2 separate regions of the Ovis aries genome follow, and region 2 is linked to region 1. Evidence: chromatin contacts called from public Hi-C data. All regions are on one chromosome and are shown on one strand. Each heading gives the region's core, a stretch centred on a gene start, on an enhancer-like site or on the middle of the called end of the contact. The rest is flanking DNA. Distances are from core to core; before and after follow the strand shown. Region 1 holds the start of SH3RF1 (SH3 domain containing ring finger 1). Region 2 holds the start of CBR4 (carbonyl reductase 4).

Region 1 (3,510 bases), core at 471-2,970:
GCTTTGAAATCAGCAATGCTCAAAACCAAATCATTTCCATAGCCCCCTCATTCTGCTGCTTGATTTTGCCTCTCTGTGCATCTTCCATCTCCTTTGTACCATTGCTCACTTCTTGTTTTAATCAATAGTTTAAAACTTAACTATGGGTGATTTACAATGGTGTGTTAATTCCTGCTGTACAGCAAAGTGATTCCATTATACATACACATACATCCTTTTTTAAATCCTCTTTTCCATTGTGGTTTATCGCAGAATACCGAATACAGTTCTCTGTGCTGTACAGCAGGACTTTGTTTATCCATCTTCTGTATACGTATTCATTCCCTTCTAATGGAGGGCAAGTGGGCTGTCCTTCCTGGCATTCACGAAGTAGACTGTCCGCATATTCAACCATTAGCGCGAAGCTAATTAGAGAAGGGGCTTCCCTGGTGGCTCAGATGGTAAAAAATCTGCCTGCAATGTAGGAGAAGTGGGTTGCATCCCTGGGTTCCATCCATGGCTACCCACTCCAGTATTCTTGCCTGGAAAATCCTATGGACACAGTCCCTGGGATCGCAGAGTCAGGCACGATTGAGCGACTAACACACACACGGAGGGAAGATGGACGGCTGCAGTGAGGACTTGACCACGTCTCAAACGTCGAGCAGGAGGCTGCAGCCAGCGAGGGAGCGGTGACTGCAGGGTCACAGCGTGTCCTAACTCGGGTGGTTCTCATTTGTCTGCAGTGGTTTTGCCGTGGCCCCAGCCGGACCTTAGAGGAACATCCACTCCCTTCAAAGGGCTGGGCTGGGTGAAGAGAAGGCAGCGGTTTCCCGCAAAGGAGTACGTGTCCCCGCTTCTCCTTATTTTCTGCACACCTCTGAGGAAGGGTAGTTGAGAAAAATGTTTGTTGAGCGGACGGTAAATGCAAATAAAATGACAATTTTGAGATCAATCACAAAATTTTAACTTGTCTTCCCTCTGAGTATGAGAAACAACCCCCCACACCTGTGCACGACGTTTTCCCAAAGGATCTTTCGGTTAACAGGTGTGTGTCTGGCGTTACAGGTGTGTGCGGGGGGTGGGGGGAGCGAGGGCAGGCAGAGGCCACGGCGCTGGTTCCGGCCAGGCTGACCCCGAGTCCGGGGCTGGGCCGGGCTTCTCGCCCGCCCCACTTTCCGGGTCCTGGCCCGGTCCCAAGGCTCGCGGCAGGGTCTGTGTCCAGGTACCCGGCGGCGCCCGCGCCTCCTCTGCGGCCAGCGCGTCCCCCCTAGCCCTCCCTCCCAGCCTCTGCGGCGGCCGCTCGGGTCCTCTCCCCGTCCCCTCCCGGGATCCGCCGCGACCCCGGCCCCCGCAGGGCCCACACGCCGGAGGAGGGCGGGCGGCGCTCCCTGCTCCCCCTCCCTCCTTCCCTGCGCCTCCGCCCTCTCCCTCCTCCTTTCCCGCCCCTCCCCGCCTCTCCCCTCCTCCCGCCTCTCCCCTCCTCCCTCTCCCCTCCCACTCCTCCTTCCCGGCTCCGCCCCCTTTCCCGCGCTCCTCCCCTTCCCGCCCGGCCCCGCATACCCGCCTCCTCCTTCCCGGCCCCGCCCCTCCTCTCCCCCTCCTCCTTCCTGGCCCCGCCCCCCATCTCCCGCGCTCCTCCCCCTCCCGCCCAGCCCTGCCCCCTCCCCTCCCCTCCCCTCCCCCTCCCCAGGCCCGGCAGGCGGCGGCGGCGGGAGCGCGCGGGCGACGAGCGGAGTCCAAAGCTGCCCGGCGTCCGAGGCTGGCGAGCGGGAGAGCGCGGGGCGTGCGGACAAAGAGGGCGCCGCGCTGAGGTAGGACCCCCCCCCCGCCCCGAGCCCCCGGCCCCGAGCCCCGCGCCCCCCGGGCCGGGTCGGAGAGGGTCGGCCGTCCGGCCCCAGGCACTGCGGCGGCGGGCGCCCGAACGCCCGGCGGGCGGACCTGGCGACGCGGCTCTGCGGGCGCCCCTGAGCCCCGAAACTTCCCGAGGGCGCGGGGCTCCTGTCCGGCCAGGCCCGGGGCGGCGGCCAGGCGGCGGGTGGACCCACCCGGCCCGGCCCTGCCTTCCCGGCGCTGGCCAGGGCGCGAGGTCTAAGCGGGCGGCCCCCTGCAGCAGCCCCGGGGCGCGTCTACACGGGCGGCTCCCGGCACCTGGCCCCGGGATGTCTACGCCGGCGGCCCTAGCAGCAGCCCCAGGGCGCGTCTACGCGGGCGGCTCTAGCACCTGGCCCTGCGGCGTCGGCGAGGGCCGCCCTGGGCACCTGGCCCCAGCGTCTGCAAGGGCGGCCCTCTGCCTCTGGCCGCGGGAACGTCTTCATTGGCGGCGCGGGCACCTGGCCCGGCGTCCACGCGGGCCCGCAGTACCTGTGGCGAGCAGAGCGACGGCCAGGCCCCTGCCCGCGTCCACACCGCCACCTGGCTCTCGTCGAGGAGAGCGGTGCAGGCTCTGGTCTGAATGCTTTTTCCTGAATGGCCCCATTTTCATATTCTGCTGGCGATTCCCAGTCCAGCATTCCATTCTCAAATTCTTTGGGTGATAATTTTGCCAGATTTTCTGAATGGGATTAGCACAGGCCTTTCAGAAATCGCTTCCGAGTTTGTCAGCCGTGGCCCTGAAGGGTGGTACGTTTATATTTAAGCTGCTTTCGGGCCCATCTTCAGTGTGTCCTTTAGAATTGTCAACCTTCATCTCGTTTTCCTTGGGTAAGATTAAACAATTCTATTTTTAAGACCAGCGAGGAAACATATGTCTTTAATACTGGGGTCATTTACCACCAAAGTGGCTTGAATGGTGGGGAACTTGGTTGGATTTAAAAGGAATCTCAGGTGGAGGAAACAGTTCATTTGCTACTTTCACCTTCTCAGATAAGTTGAGGACTTAGTTAAGGCCTCAGGTTTCACTTTGAGAGCCAGAGAAATTATGTTTCTGTTGCATTTCATAAATCCTGTTTATGGCAAGAGTCCCCTGTGGTACTTGATAGCTGTTCCTGCGCAGTGAACTAGATGTCTTCCCGGATTGATTGTGAACTGCTTAAAAAGCCTATTTTGTTTTCAGTTGTTGACTCTGGAGTTCAGGCACCATGTATTCCAAAGCGAAGCTCCATTCTCTCAGGAAGCACTTCTGTGTGCTGTTGGGCTCCTGGCTCTTCTTTGTACCTTTACCCGCCAGTGATGGTCCTCCTTCTCTGTCTTTCCCTCCTCTTCCCCGGGGGCCCCAGAGCAGCGTCTGACATGGATGTTACATGAGCCACTTTGAGAGCTGCACACAAGTATGCGTGTCACTGCTGCATTTCCTTTGGTGAACTAGAGGAAGATGGATGAGTCGGCCCTGCTGGATCTGCTGGAGTGCCCTGTGTGCCTGGAGCGGCTGGATGCCTCTGCCAAGGTCTTACCTTGCCAGCACACGTTCTGTAAACGCTGTTTGCTGGGCATCGTCGGTTCCCGGAATGAACTCAGATGTCCCGAGTGCCGGACTCTGGTTGGCTCTGGTGTGGAGCAGCTTCCGAGCAACATCCTGCTGGTCAGACTTCT
Region 2 (3,576 bases), core at 589-3,088, 210 kb after region 1:
TGTATGTTCTCGACTGGACACACTTGCCTCTGCAACAACACCGTCTGAGGAGAACGGGGGCCTGGGTTGGGGAGGGGCAGGTAGGATGGGCTCTGACCCTTGCATCCCACTCCTTCCCCAGGGAGGGCATTGGGGTCTGGGGTGTGCCCTCCACTGCGGTCACTCCTTTCGGAGAGTGAAACCAAGTCCACCTAAAACTGAGTTCATGTGTCCAGTTTTTGATGGACCTCTCTCCAAAATGTTAGTCCTTTTCTTGTCCAACACCTGTTCCCCTCAAGAGGAAGAAGAATTAAGGGACAACTGGGAGTTGAAACTGAGCAGGACCCCGTGGGGCCCTCCCAGGTATAAAAGCTTCTCTGGGTCAACGATTTCTTGTTGGTAGGAAAGAGGCCTTCAGCATCCTAGACCTTCATAACAACATGATACACGTCTCTGAGTTGTTCTGCAGGAACTAAGGCCCCACCCAGTTTGATGGTGACTTCCGGCTGAGCGCAAGCATGGGGACCCCAGAGTGTTTGGAACCAGAGGCTGATGATGGAGCTACCTAGCGCACCACTCCGTTACCTCACCACCACCGAGTCAGAAGAGGGTTAGGAAGTTTGCAGCCTGTGTTATTCATCATTCAGTCATGTCTGACTCTTTATGACCTATGGACTGTAGCCCGCCAGGCTCCTCTGTCCATGGGATTCTCCAGGCAAGGATACTGGAATGGGTAGCCATTTCCTTCTCCAGGGGATCTTCCTGACCCAGGGTGAACCTGTGTATCCTCTGGCGCCTGCACTGGCAGGTGGAATCTTTACTGAGCCACCGGGGAAGCTCCACACACTACGCAAACCTCCTAGGAAATTTTGCCCATACAAACACGTTCACCAAAACTGTTACCAAATGCGGGTTCCTGTGCTAGATGCACAGTGGGGCCAATGATACCCACAGTCGACAGTCTGGAGCAGAGAAAGGTTTATTGAAGGGCCATGCAAGGAGACTGGTGCCTTGCATCCAAGGAACCCCCAAACTCGCTGAAGGGTTTCAGCAAACCATTTTTAAAGGGATGGCTGGTTTTGCAGACCTGGCACAAGAATTTCATGTTCTCACAGATGTCCAAGTAGGTCAGGTCACAAAGACCCTATAAACCTACAAGACAAACGTTATTCTCTGTTTTAAAACTTTTGGTTGGAAAAATGTTAATTTTTAAAGGGCAGAGACTTGATTATGGGTTCGCCTGTATACTTTAGGCTATAGGCAACATTCTTAACCCAAAGCAGAAACCATAGACTACAAAGGTTATAGTAAAACAATCGACCCAATATGGGGTCAGATTTGTTGTTCCCTATTACAGCCTTGCAATAAAACATTCTGCTCCAAACTCCAAAATTTTGGTTTGACGGGCTTCCCTGGTGGCTCAGATGGTAAAGAATCTGCGTGCAATGCAAGATATGCAGGCAGGCACAGGAATCAAATTCCACAACAGGAGAACTGAGGTCTGCTGGGAGTCTGACCCACGCGCCACTCCTTTGGGTCTCAGCCAAACACAACCTAGAGCACATATCTGGGTCCTCATGCCCGAATCCCTGTCCGGCACGACCTTGATTTAACCCATAACATCCAGAATCCAGTGTGTTAGCAACCCCGATGCCCAAAGACCACTTTCTACAGGGCAGCACCCCCTTCCCCGAGCCTGGAGCCCTTCTCTCCCAGCACCGCCCCACGCCCTTCCGCCTGCACCAAGACTACAAGTCCCAGCGTGCAGTGCGGCTCGTGTACTGTCCCGCCGGCCCACGTTGGCATTCGCCGGGGGCGCGCCGCCCGGAGCACGTGCGCGGTGACGTCGACGCGCCAACGTGACTAGCGGTCGTGGCGCTCTGGGTTTCTGGGCCTGCACCAGTTCCAATACGGCGGCGAGAGCCGTGGGCTCGCGACTCAGTTTGAGCGCGCTGCGCTGTGTGAATCTGCGAGGCCGTTGGGAAGGGTCGTCTTTTGTAGCCTCTTCCCCCGGGCCTGCGGCTCCGCGTCCCAGATGGACAAGGTGTGCGCCGTGTTCGGAGGCTCCCGGGGCATCGGCAGGGCGGTGGCCCGCTTGATGGCCCAGAGAGGCTATCGATTGGCCATCGTCGCCCGGAATCTGGAGGGGGCCAGAGCCGCGGCCGGGGACCTGGGCGGTGGGTACCGACCGGGGTCGCACCCCCTCTTCGCGCGGCCAGTGTGGGTACGAGAAGCCGTCTTGGGCGCCCTCCCCGCCATGCTGGGCGAGGGGTGGCGCAGACGTGCCCGGGTCTCACGCGGAGGCCCGCGCGTGTGCGCATGCGCAGGCAGTGCCGCCTCGGGCCGCTGGGGCTGCGCTAGTACGTGGTGTGCGTGGGCTCGCTTCCCGGCGGCCACAGCGTTGAAGCACTGTTATGCCGTGATGACCTTCACCAAGGGACAGTGAGATCGTTCCGCCAAATTCCGCTAAAATTTCATCCCCCCCTGTCTATTAGGAATGGATTCGCAGTTGCTTTGCGAATTTAGTCTCTGGCTGGTAGTGAGACGGGGTGCTGTGAAGGATCGAGCTCGCAGCTAGTTAGGAGGGCTGGGCTCAGAGGCACCTCGTTCACTGTCGGGGCAACTTTCTTCACATAGGTCTCCAGAGGTTTAAGAAGGTAATTTTAGTGTTAATGTACCACGCAAGGTTAGCCAGAAAATAATTGTTTACTTTTTTTTTTTAATGGCAGTGTTAAGTGGTATAATGTTGAATAAAGAGTGCTTTCTTTGAAGCTTAATTTTCTTTCTTTTTTTTTTTTTTTGTATTTAAACATTCCAGAAAGTGGACTTTTAAAAAAACGTAACAGTTTTTAGTAAAATTTTTTTTCATGATTTGTGCTTTCAGCACTTTAAAAAACAGCTTCCTGCTTTGTTTCATCTCTTCTAATAGTCACGCTATAATAATGGCCATGTAAGATTGTGCTGTAGTTAAACAGAAAAACCCTAGAGTTTATTTCAAAGCCAGGAAACCAGTTCGACAAGAATGTAACTGAATTAAACATTAAGCGTATATATGCAAGCGTGTTCAGTCGTGTCCCACTCTTTGCAACCCCATGGACAGTAGCTGCACCAGGCTCCTCTGTCCATGGAATTTTCCAGGCAAGAATACTGGAGTGGGATGCCATTTCCTTCTCCAGGGGATCTTCCCAACCCTGGGATTGAACTCGTGTCTCTTGTGCCTCCTGTATTGCAGGCAGATTTTTTACTGCTAAGCCACTGGGACTGTCTCAAGTTTACAAAACAGGAATATAAAACTGAGGACTGCTGAGTTAAATGGCATAGGGTCAGTGTCAAAACTGTAAATATTTGTAGGTGACTCATACAAAGTGTTATGAACATGGGAAAGGTGCTCCCCCTTAAAAAAGTGTTTTACAGTTTACATTCTGTTGCATTACTTTGCTTCTGCTTGTTCCCCGCCTTCCTCCATCCAGTTTCTTAGACTGAACTCATGAGATCAGGAATCTGGGACTCAATCGTCCTTTATCTCGAGTTCTGGATAGAACAGATCTAAGGCCTCCCTGGTGGCTCAGAAGGTGAAGAATCCCTCTGCAATGCAGG

Evidence for each region. Hi-C and Micro-C count contacts between places; a contact is called where the count stands out from the background.
Region 2: a contact with region 1 is called in a Hi-C map of liver, with 4 times the contacts expected there. The contact joins the promoter of CBR4 here to the promoter of SH3RF1 in region 1. A contact is called at or near these places in 2 of 16 Hi-C or Micro-C datasets (liver and tail adipose tissue).

What each region holds. Positions count from the first base shown.
Region 1 is chr2:111,736,899-111,740,408 of ARS-UI_Ramb_v3.0, forward strand. SH3RF1 (SH3 domain containing ring finger 1) reads left to right here and starts at 1,721. Exons shown (of 11, transcript XM_042243566.1): 1 at 1,721-1,793; 2 at 3,198-3,510. The coding sequence starts at 3,293.
Region 2 is chr2:111,951,339-111,954,914 of ARS-UI_Ramb_v3.0, forward strand. CBR4 (carbonyl reductase 4) reads left to right here and starts at 1,839. Exons shown (of 5, transcript XM_015093286.4): 1 at 1,839-2,156. The coding sequence starts at 2,015.